Linked DNA regions of Mus musculus: region 1 is linked to region 2. A link is a contact called in public HiChIP or PLAC-seq data. All regions are on one chromosome and are shown on one strand. The core of a region is the stretch at or near the end of the contact, and the rest is flanking DNA. Distances in the headings are between cores, read along the strand shown.

Region 1 (5,812 bases), core at 1,202-3,701, 430 kb after region 2:
GTAGGCTATGTGATCTTTGCCTAAAGTGATCTTACCGTTTGCTAGAGTACCCTCTTCCTGTACTTCACTACTTCCTCCTTGGACTTTTGTAACACAGATCCGCCAAAAATGCTTTCAATAGGGTCACTGAGATGGCAGAGCAGGAAAAAGCGCCTGCTAAACTTGATTCACTGAGCTCAATCCTCAGGAATTAGAAGTAGAAAACTGACTTCCATACATCATCCTCTGAGCTTCTCACACACCCTCTAGCACACAAACATGTCGACACACACATACACACACACACACACACACACACACACACACACACACACACACACACACACACGTACTCATGCAACACCCAAAAAAAAAAATCAGGATGCTTCAAATAAGAAGAGTAGTATATATAATTTTCAAAATGATGTCTGTGTGAGTACATGTATATGTGTGTATGTGTAAACCAGAGGTTAATATCAGATCTGTTCCTTAGTCACACTCCACCATATTTTCAGAAACAGTCTCTCACTAACTCTTAGCCACAAGGATCCCCCTGTCCCACGTTGTCACTACTGGAATTCCAAGCAGCTATGCAAGGCTCTTTATGTATGTGCTGGGGATCCATTTTAAGTCTTCACGCATGTGCCACCAGCTCATGACCAACTGCGACATCTCCTTGTCTCCACAGAAATATCTCTTTAGGAAAACTGAAGGATGCTCTAATTAAATGGAGTGGCAGGTGTGGTCAAGGGCCGACAAGGGGCAAATAGCAAAGAGCCGACTTCCCCTTTGTTTCCGACATCTCAGCTCAGTGAAGCTGGGATGATCTCACAAGAACTGGAAGACTCGCTCAACTCCTCAGACCTGGAGGTAGTTCCAGGCTCTTGCATCTCTGTCTGGGAGCTGCTCATCCTTCAGGCTCTTCTGTGGCTTAGTTTCTGCCAGGCCTGCCTTCCTTCCTTCCCACATCCAAGCAGCCAAAGCCACTGTGGCTAGCACTTCCTACACTGAGCATTTCTTCTAAACTGATCTCGCCACAAGGTTGAACACACCTATAGAGAGTTAGAAGGACCACAGAAAGGAAGAACTCCTTTGAGTCACTGGGGCATCCTTCTTCCCTTTGCCCTTCAGGGTCAAAGGCAACAGCATCACTGTCAAGTGAACTTTTAAATCCCAATTTCCTAGCTTTGAGAGCCTTTGTTCATTAATTAGCAAGAGATCCCTCTCCAGGTTTTTCAAAATCAACCCTGCAGATGTCTCCAAAGAGGCTGCTGGTCGTTCCTGCTTTGCTCCCTTGGTGTCTATTTATATGAGCACTTTGAAAGACTCGACTTGTGTGGCAAGTTTTCTAATCAGTTGGTGGCCAGTAGGTGTAAGAACATTAACATTCTGGGAGTCAATTAATCCAAGTGACTAAACTCCTGTGCTAGAAATTCCCGAGTTCAAACGCTGCCACAGGGCACACTAACCTAATCCCAGGCCTCTGATCCCGGTGTTGGGAGATACAATTTAAAAGTTGGCAGAAATTGGCCGTGGGTCTCCTAACCCCAGTGTGACACAATATTCTCCTCCTAGGAGCCAAGTTGTAAGCTTTTCTAAGATCCATAAAGCACATGTCTACTCCCTATGAGGAGCTTGGCTCTTTCTGAGTCTGCTAAAGTTCCGATCTGCGAGAATGCCGTCTTCCCAGAAACCCCAGCCCTCTAGAAGGGTACCATCTGCCACAGGCTGAGCCTCCTTTTCAGCCAAATACATTATTTATAACCTTTCTAATTGTGAAAAGGTAAGGGTGGAATTTTTCTAAAGCCTGACTTACATATTGTTGGAACATTCTAAACCTTTGCTCGAAAATCTGCAGGTCTCTCAATGTGGAAAACATTAAAAAAAAAAAAAAAAAAAAAGCAAGGAACTGGTTGAGGTTACGTAATTTCCCCAAATGCTGGCTTCTTCCAAGCCCCTGCTAGGAAATGACACAGGCAGTAGTGTATATGTATAATGCACTGGAAAAATGAAGGAAGGTGGATTTATGATTCTCTCTTGGTCACTTTAGTGGCCAACATGAATGGTTTGGGAGAAAGTGCAGCCTTACTCAAGAACAAGGTTGTCAACCCGGGAAGGGCCAGTGATCTGATTACTGTTCAAATTGCTTTGTTGTGCCTTTAACAACCCCCCTCAAAAAAAGAAGAAGAAGAAGAAGGAAAAAAAAAAAAAAAAAAAAAAACCACCCCAAAACAATGCTAATCAGGTTATTCAATCATTTAAACCAAAACTGTTCATGCTTTTCTGCCAAATCAACCAACCACAGCAAAATCTGTTATCTCTGATTGCTCAGCTTCCAGTCAAAAAAACCAGTTAACCCCCACTATTCCAAAAGTTTTCCAAAATCCGCAGAAGCAAGGCGAGCAGGGCAGGAGGAGGAGGAGGAGGAGGCCAGGCCCCTTTTAAAGGGGTAAGCGGCTGCTCAGCTCCGCATTTGCATACGACAATACACTCCTAGACGCCAGGCAGCCAGCAGCTCCCTGGTGTTTCTGAGCTCTCCATGTTGGCCTTCTGCTTCTGGGGCTTTTCAAACAGGGACTGAGCTGTCTGGGTCCTAACTTGCTTGGGACTTAGGTCTGGGCTAACTGAGGTGGAGGAGAGAGAGAGAGACAGCATCTACAAAATGGTGGCTCGCCCATGTTGAAAGCTTACAGGCTCCTTCAGCAGAGAGGGCAAGGGCTACCACATCTTATTTACACAATTATCTAAATACGATTAAACAGCTGATGGACAAATATTAAACTGGAAAATGTATAGTCATTTCAGCTTAATGTAATCCTCTTTCTGTAAACACCCAAGATGATTTTTTTTTTCCAACCAGAACAGTCCTGACATCTCATAAGCCTAAGGGTGAATAGCAAGAGATTGTTTTTGATAGTTATAAATATTCAAAAGACATGCGGACCATCTGCTTTCATAATACAGGTAAAGCAAGACTGAAATGGTGGCTGCTGTATAAAAATGATTCTTTTAACAAAGTCTTCCTCCCCTCGAAACTATAAAGACAGATGTCAAAAACTGTTTACACAGAGCAATCAGGAGCGTGTAAAATGTAATATTCCTTTTACACACAGTGCTTGCTAAAGAGGTTTTTTTTTTTTCTTTTTCTTCCCATCTGTGTGTTGCAACACATTTCTACAAGTTAAAAACATTTTTTTTTTCAAACAGAGATCTCATGAATACCCAAAAACATGCGATCTGGTTTCTGAATGCTAATTAATTTCAACTAAGGAATCAGAGTATTTTTTTCGTGTAGGAAGGAATATATGTTTTCAATTGGAAAACTCCAGAGAGATAACAAGGGGAATAATCTCACATAGGTTAGATTCTGTGAGGCCAATCTCATGGCTATATCTCACCTGCAGGGTATTTGTTCTGCTGGCTAATGTCTTTGTCATAAAGTTGAAAATAATTGTTTTCTGAAAGAAATACCTACACATGGAAGATATACAAAAGCAAAACCAAAAACATGACTCTTGACTCTCCTCTAGTATGAATGCTGTGGTAAACTCAAGAGTTATTTTCAGAGCTAGAACATGAATTTTGACATACTCTTTTTATTAATGGTAAGGAGGGAGTAAATATCTTTTAGTAATTTTTCAATAAAATGAATGTTTTTTCTGAACTGCTGAACTACCAGATCTTTGCTATTTTCTCCTTCCTTCCTTCCTTCCTTCCTTCCTTCCTTCCTTCCTTCCTTTTTTTTTTTTTTTTTGAGAAGCACAATTTATTTCCCAGGTTTGTGTCCTTACTCCTTAGACAAGACTTGACTACCCATAGATGAATTTTCTTAACAGTTCTTTATATGTCTGTGGAAAAATCAAAAGTCAAACTTGAACTTGCCATGAAACACAGCTGAACCCACCTTACGCAAACACTATTCTGATAGAGATCCTTTGTTAATGGGGTCTTGTTTGAATCCCAGAGGACATAAAAGACCACATATAGGATCTTTCCTTTTTTTAAAAGGCATATCCTATGAGACAGTGGCAGGGCCTGAATGTGTTAGAAATTAGCAGGTAGTCCCCATCTGGTATTTGGGGGTGGGAAAAGGGGAACTGTGCTTCCATTTATGAGAGTAAGTGACAGGGTCACTAAATGTCATGCCCTCTAATGTCCTTGTTAGCTGATGTCCCCCACATTTTTCACTATGCAGCTTCTATTACATTTTAAGTTATTCTCTTGAGAGATACACCTTTGAAATCTCAATTTGTTAGGAAAAGAGAGATTATTGGTAAATCTCAAACTCCAGTGGTCAGAGGGAGGGAGGGCTCTTGCCATTCCTGAGCAATCCTGATGCTTGGAAATGGCATTTGCACCCAAAGCAGTCAGCACACACCAGCCAAAATGAACATACTATATAAAGTTCATACTATATAAAGTTCCGAAGGAATCCTGAAGGAAGTGGAAGGCAACACAACCACCGCAGCTCTCATCTCACCCAAATGTATCTTCAAAAGGTTGAAGACATCATCATTTTGCCAAGTGTAGACATCTTAAATATCTAATAGCACAAGTCATAGCTTCTATAGAAAACGTTGGTGCAGTTTCTATGCTTCTTCCATGCAGTTAAAGTAATTTTACACAAACACCAGATAATATCATTTGACCAAATTCTCCACCCTGTCCTCCTTTCTTCTACAATCAAACCTTCAAACCACTTAAATATGCAGAGCTGAAACAGTAAAGCATTTGTTACAAAAGATCTATCACTAGTAGTATTAGTAAAGGTATATGATATTTCAAAGCAAGTGGGCATAACACAGAGAAACCTGAATCCCCACTGTGTCTTCCGACAGGGGCAAGAGTCTGTGAGAGGATTGTCTTTCCAAAGACCCTAGGGAAGAATCAATTGTGCTATATACACAGCACTCCTCAAGCACACCCTGTACACATGTCTCCAACTAGAGCTGTGTTTGCAGGAAGCTTAAAGTCTCTTAGCATCTTGCTTGTGATATAATTATTAAAAATGTAAATGTTATTGGGTTAAACATTACAGTAATCTAAGTAGACTTCATAGGAGCACTTTCTTTAGATATGCCTGAGTTTGAGTAAATCTGATTAGATCTGATTTGGCTAAATCTGAGACATTTACACACGGGGGGGGGGGGGGGGGGAAGGGATGCTTGTTTATTCCTTCTCTAATGCCCTTGTGTGGATGGATGAATGGCCCATCTTTACAGAAGAAATAATTTCTAGTATCTGAACTTAGAAGGGAATAAATACCAGACTCACTATTTCCTTAGCTCTTGTACAGAGCACTTTCAAAATGCTTTATAGTGCAAAGTAGAAACAAGAACTCCAGGACTTTGAATAATTCACTTTCCAAGCACAAATACTTGTGCTAGACTCTGAAGCTATCCACAAGAATCTCAACTCTCTTTGAATTGTTTCTTTATATGAGCAGTTCGAATTGAGGTCATATTGAGTGTGTGTGTGTGTGTGTGTGTGTGTATGTGTGTGTGTGTGTGTTTGGGGAGGGGGGGGTTGGTATTCCCAATGTATACCAAGTGTGGGGCCACAGGACCTCAGTAAGCCTTTGAGAAGCTTGTCCTCCCCGTTCACCAGCAGAGTGGATCATGACTTTGAGTGTGCACAGGCTCTCAGATGTCTACTATGAGATCTAGACATCATATTCTCCTAGGATTATTGCCTCACAGAGCAAGCTGGCCCTTGATGTCAGGGATTTAGTTAACACTGTTAGCTCTCACTCAACAATCCCCATGGCTACTAACATAGATATAGACCAGTATGACCTCTGCATTCAACACAAAGGAAAATAATTGCACTGATC
Region 2 (5,665 bases), core at 1,034-3,533:
AAAATTATTTTATTTGAATTTAAAATAAAATGGATCTCACCCATCTTCGAAGTACTGGGAGTCTTTAACATTTACATTATTCTAAAATCCCAGAGAACAACGCATGACTTGTGCAACAATCATTTTTCATAAACAGGGAATTGGAGGGGGTATTGAGAAAAAGCAGAGGAATACCTATTTTACTCTGGAGAAAATATGTGCATTTTGTAACTGCTTTTGCAATTTGAAGGCTCTGAAAGTTTTTCAGTAATGACTCTGGCGCATACTGGAGGTTTTGACTTTTGAGTATTATAAAATTACATTTCCCATCTGATGCCAGAGAGGCAACGTTGCTTCTGTCACAGCCAGAATCCAAGCGAAATGGCTGCTGGCAGTTCCAGAGAGTCAGGAAGAGTTCATGTGGCACACGGGTGATGCTCCGCACACAAAGACGCTGTGCTGTTCTTCCGGGTGGCTTTGTGTGGTGCTCAGCTGGCACTGGGGAAGATGCCCAGGAGACAAGATTCCACCCCACACATCGTCACCATGGAGGGGGCTTGCATGTTGAAAGAAAACATCTTTTTCTTTCTTTCTTTCTTTCTTTCTTTCTTTCTTTCTTTCTTTCTTTCTTTCTTTCTTTCTTTCTTTCTTTCTTTCTCTCTCTCTCTCTCTTTTCTTTTCTTTTCTTTTCTTTTCTTTTCTTTCTTCTCTTCTCTTCTCTTCTCTTCTCTTTCTTTTCTTTTCTTTTCTTTCTTTCTAATTCTTTTATTAAAGCCCTCTAGAATGATTCAATTCCTTGGTGACAAATGGCCACTCTTCTGGGCAGCAAAACCCTAAACCAACCCTTCTGCTTGTACTTGCATGGGAGAATGTCCCATGAGATGCCTTGTCTTAAATCACTGTTGGCAGCTGAGGACTGACCACTGATGCTAGGTACCCACCTCACATAAAGCCTGCACTCCAAGTGTGAGACTCTGGATGGTTTTTGCCCTTAGTCACCTGTTGGAAAAGTCAGGCTACCAAAGCTGAGATCTGGGGGTGATTTTTCTTTGGGGCCCAGGAAGGTTAATCTAACAGCTGTTTAATCACCCTATTTGTGTATGAGAACATGTAGGTGTGTGTCCGCACACTTTGTATGGGTGAGAGCCGGGACGGTAAAGAAAAACCAAGTAGTGATCACATTTTACCTCCTGCTGTCCAAATCTAATCTTGGGAATTACTATGTAATGATGCTAGGCGGCAGAGGTTTTGGTAGTGGCAGAATTCTCTTTATTTACCCTGTCCAATATGGTGGCCACCTAGCTGCATATGACTGTTACGTTACTCAATTATGACTACCATGATGGAAAGTGTAATCCTTAATTTTATTTAATTTTAATAGATTAAAATTAAAATTTAAATAGCCACTGGTGACTAATGGCCACTCTTCCAGGCAGCAAAGCCCTTAACCAACCCTTCTGCTTGTATTTGCAGGGGAGAATTTCCCACTCTGAGATGCCGTGTCTTAAATCACTGTCATCCTTTTGATAGGCAAATCTAATTGTCAGCTTGCAAGAAAGAAGCCTTATTAGTTTGTATAAATAAAGATGTGCTCCGTTACTGCTTGCAAGATAGCTTTGTTTCTCTGTTAAGTTGATGCCCTTCTATGGTATGTGAGTCACACAAGCATTAAAGCAGTCTCCTAATGGGTGGTCCGTATATCTTATGAGTCCCTGGAATTTCTGCCTAGGTGGTACCTGCCAAACCCTCCATTTTTATCCCCTTAGAGTTTTTTTCTTTTTCTTTTTTTGTTCTTTTTCCATTCACTCCAAAATATCATTACCATTGCAAACAAGGAAAATGTGTTTATCAACTGCAAACTCCTTTAGGGCCTCATAGGATTAATCACGGTTATAAAGTTTTATTAAACACAATTTTTGTTTAATGACAAGCTCCACCAGTCCTTCCCATTCCAAACCAATCCTGTCCTAAGGGTGAATTGCGCTTAGCAGATTGCTTCCAACAGACTCTTCAACACAATCCCTATTACTTTGTCATGCACAGAGATATTTTTCTTCCTGGATAATTTGAACTTCCTTAAAAATCACATCTGTTTCATACTTTATTTATTTGTAATTTAAATCCTTAAATTGAATCTTTCATTACTAACATCTGGGCTTGAAATGTAGCCCACTTGAAAAAAAAATACAAATTTTATTTTATCTGTAGTTACCCCCCTTCACTCGGTAGCACTGGTACAAACACTCTCTGGCCAGAGGCAAAACAGCCGGGTATCTTAAAGCTCTGATGCTATACCACGTGTGATGTGGCTCACTTGATTGTCCCTGAAGTGACTGGCAATTTGCCCAGAATTAGACTGAATGCACGTAATAAGCTGTAGAATTTCTACAATATTGACAATTAGATATCTCTATACAGCAGCAGCTGTGTATTGTTCTCATGGTATGGTCTCCTCAAAGCACCTCCTAAAAAGAAAAGGGAGGGAAAAAAAAGCCTGGCAGAAGGTTGCAGGCAGTAGAAAGGTGATATATATTGTAAGAAATATCTCAAATTCATATTGATGGGGATGTTTCTATTAGTTCAGTTTCTGCAACGGAAATCACATCTGAAACAATGCTTTGGGATAGGAGTTTGTAACGCCACCTCTGTACCGGGTAATTGCTGTATTTTTTAGCATGTTTCAGAGGAGGATACCTTTTCTCATTTCCATTCACTGTGAGAGGCTGGAGCTCATGTCATCGGAGCTTCTGCGGCATTCCAAACCGCAGGGAGCAAGTAGTTGGAACAGCCTGGATATGGGGACTGGCTTTTGCCTTCTGAAATGTCTCTGGTCATTCAGAATAACGCTCACTATCCCCTGGGTAGGAATTAGCCCTGAGAAATCACCTTGTTTGTGGCTAGTTTTGATGAAAAAGATCTGGGCTCCTAATTAACCCATATTTGCTCTCTTAATACACAGGCAGCCAGGGGAATGGACATGGACACATCTCTTTATACCACACCAGTTTTTATAATGTTTATCCCCGGACCATTTGCTCCATGACTGTAGAAAAGAGAAGGAAGGAATTAAAGTGAGAGCCCCTCAATATCTCCAAGCTACTGTCCACAGCCCTAGGATTTGAATGCCGTTCTATACCTCATGTTTGAAGTATGGACGGCTATTCTTTGATATTCTGCCCAGCGGATCTGAGGACGGCTGTTCTCTAGAGCCAAATTCAGGAAACTTTGTGCTTGGTCTCCTTGAAATAGAAATGACTGTTTTGAAGAAAGCTGCTTTTTTTTTTTTCTTTAAGAAAAAAATATCAATAAAACATAGGGGATGGTAAGATGTCTTGTTTTCTATTGCAAATCTTAATTTAGCAAGTTAATTGCCAACAGTATGTAACTAGATTGCTGCTGATGTTTAGACTGGCTAACTGAGCCACAAGACATTGTGGGGTTCTTTAAAGCTTAGTCTGGTGTTTCGGTAGCAAGACAGAATAGTTTTTTTCCCTCCTGATCTCAAATTACATTGTATCTCTTTTTCTGGAAAACTCCGGGTTAATAATGTGTTTACTTTTGGCCCAACACCTACATTTTCTTCTCATTCCTGTAAATGAGGCAAGGAGGGATACTTTTGGTCAGCAAGGAGCTTACTTGAAACTTGGAGAACCGCCCCTCTTGCAATCTAATGTAAAGACTCCCTCTGCCCACTCCACCCTCACTTTTCTTTCCCCTTCTCTTCCTTCCCTTTTTGAACTTACTTATATTTATACTTTAATTACTATACTTCTCAGGGACCAGTCTTTAATGATTTCTTGTTAGCGATGGCTTTTTTGTTTTGAAATGCGGAATCAGATGGAGTTGGGGCCCCCTCTAGGAATCAGGAATTCCGATTTGGGTTCTGCCCCTAACTGGAAGCATGACTAGACTTGTTTTGCGTTGTTGGGCATGATTTTTGTGAGGACGGTAGGGGTCCGTGGAAGGTGCTATGGGTCCTGAAGCCAGGGTGATAAGGATGGTTTCTCCCCTCAGGTGGGAGAATCATTCTTTGTTGGTGTCCATTTCACTGGCTCCCTCCTCTACTTGTCTGTAGCTGAATCAGTGACCAAAAGGTCAAACCAGAATATGAATCCGTGCAAAGTAAGACAGGGCTGAGATGGCACGAAACGGTATCACCAGAAATATAACGCCAGCTCCCTTCGGTGCCTGATGTACTCTAATAAAGGAGGTTAAAGAGCCGGTACATTAATTGCCTCCTGTCCTAAGTCCCTTTTATAACCTGTGTTATCAGCATAAGTACAAGTGTGGTGTGGTAAGGGATATCATTATGAAACAGATTTCCTGGGAGAGGAATTAGCTGGCTCTGGTGGGCATCCCCACTGTAATGAACATACTTCCGTGTTTATGAATACAGTTATGGATGCTCTCTGAGCAGTCCTCCTCAGGGAGAACGCCTTCATTGGCTATCTCATATCTAGTGGGGCATTTTTTCCTGCCTGGTTCTTGGAGGGTTAATTTGCAGTTTACTATTGAATAACATAAAATGAGCAGTAAATAATGTAATGATATGTATTGTTAAGCTACATATACTATACCAGGTGTGAGCACACCCACTCCTCAATAAGATATCAACCAGGGCAGTCTACAAACACAGATGTATTTTAACAAAAAGAGAGAGAGAGAGATAAAGACAGGAAGAACAAGAAAAAAAATTAAAGCATATGTAAGATAATTTAACCAAGACAGAGATCCAGGTAGAACTTGGCCTAGTTTTTCCCTAAGAGTAGCCTCCCTGTGCAGGGTGCAATACAACAGCGTTTTGGCTGGTTTTTGGAACACACATGAGCCAAACACGTGGGAAACACCTTGACAGGCCTTTTGTATAACTACAAGGAAACTGATAATCCTAAATAAATTACACAGGGAATATGAATCCTTGAATACCAGTAATTATAATGGTTATTTTTCACTTTTTTTTTAGCACCTGCAAATGATGTGTATAAAACAAAGCTTCCAAAGGCACTAATTAACTTTTTATTTTTTCCATTTACTGACTTTAACCAGTTTGCATTAATTGGCAATTTATATCTATATATTTTTACCAAATATTTCCACTACTTTTGAGTGGTTGGAAATCACACATGATTGAATTGATTCTCACTGAGTTTGTTTTCAATTTTCCATCAGACACTCACTCCAAATTTCCCCAGCCTGCCATGCTCTATCTTGGGGGGTGTTGGATGCAGTAGAAATGTCTTGGTAGGTCTTCAGCGGGGAGGAGTCACCCTGACTCCTACGGCACAGTGACATGACTTCTAACTAATAGTGCCAGTCAGAATTCCTAACTGCTCCTACCAAATGTGCAGAGGCTCTGTTTGGAAGACCTCCAGGCTCAGCTTTCTGACAGATCTCTCTGGGCTATTCATGATACAAGATTAGTGGTCCTACCATGAAGACGATGCTTTTTTTCCTATGGAAGGCTCAGGGCAAGTCGGAACCCGATGAAGCAGGATTCCAAGGGCTTTAATCCTCTAAGTTGCAAGGCAAATTAGTCTGGATTGAAGGCTTGGTGATAATTTGGTTGGTGATAGAGTTTTGGGGGTAAGATTGTTTGAGCTAACCTTTGACCTGGGCAGGAGAAAACGGGCAGGGTTTGTTTCAGGATGTCTCAAGCAAGAGGAAGAAGCCCCGGTGCTCTCCAGCC

Evidence for each region. HiChIP or PLAC-seq counts read pairs in DNA pulled down with a chosen protein or histone mark.
Region 1: an H3K4me3 HiChIP or PLAC-seq map of embryonic basal ganglia shows a contact between it and region 2, with 4 times the contacts expected there. The contact joins two enhancer-like sites. A contact is called at or near these places in 1 of 115 datasets of contacts at active chromatin or transcription factors (embryonic basal ganglia) and 1 of 9 other capture datasets (embryonic stem cells).

What each region holds. Positions count from the first base shown.
Region 1 is chr17:51,788,345-51,794,156 of GRCm38.p6, forward strand. All of the region lies in intron 5 of Satb1 (special AT-rich sequence binding protein 1), which reads right to left. Among named protein-coding and RNA genes, the nearest start is that of Satb1, 41 kb to the right of the region's middle. Within about 2 kb of position 2,452, at least 54 of the 459 cell types and tissues checked have an H3K27ac peak or open chromatin away from gene starts, as enhancers often do. A contact at or near this core is called in embryonic basal ganglia, where this site is marked.
Region 2 is chr17:51,356,233-51,361,897 of GRCm38.p6, forward strand. No RefSeq gene overlaps it. Among named protein-coding and RNA genes, the nearest start is that of C330011F03Rik, 89 kb to the right of the region's middle. Within about 2 kb of position 2,284, at least 9 of the 459 cell types and tissues checked have an H3K27ac peak or open chromatin away from gene starts, as enhancers often do. A contact at or near this core is called in embryonic basal ganglia, where this site is marked.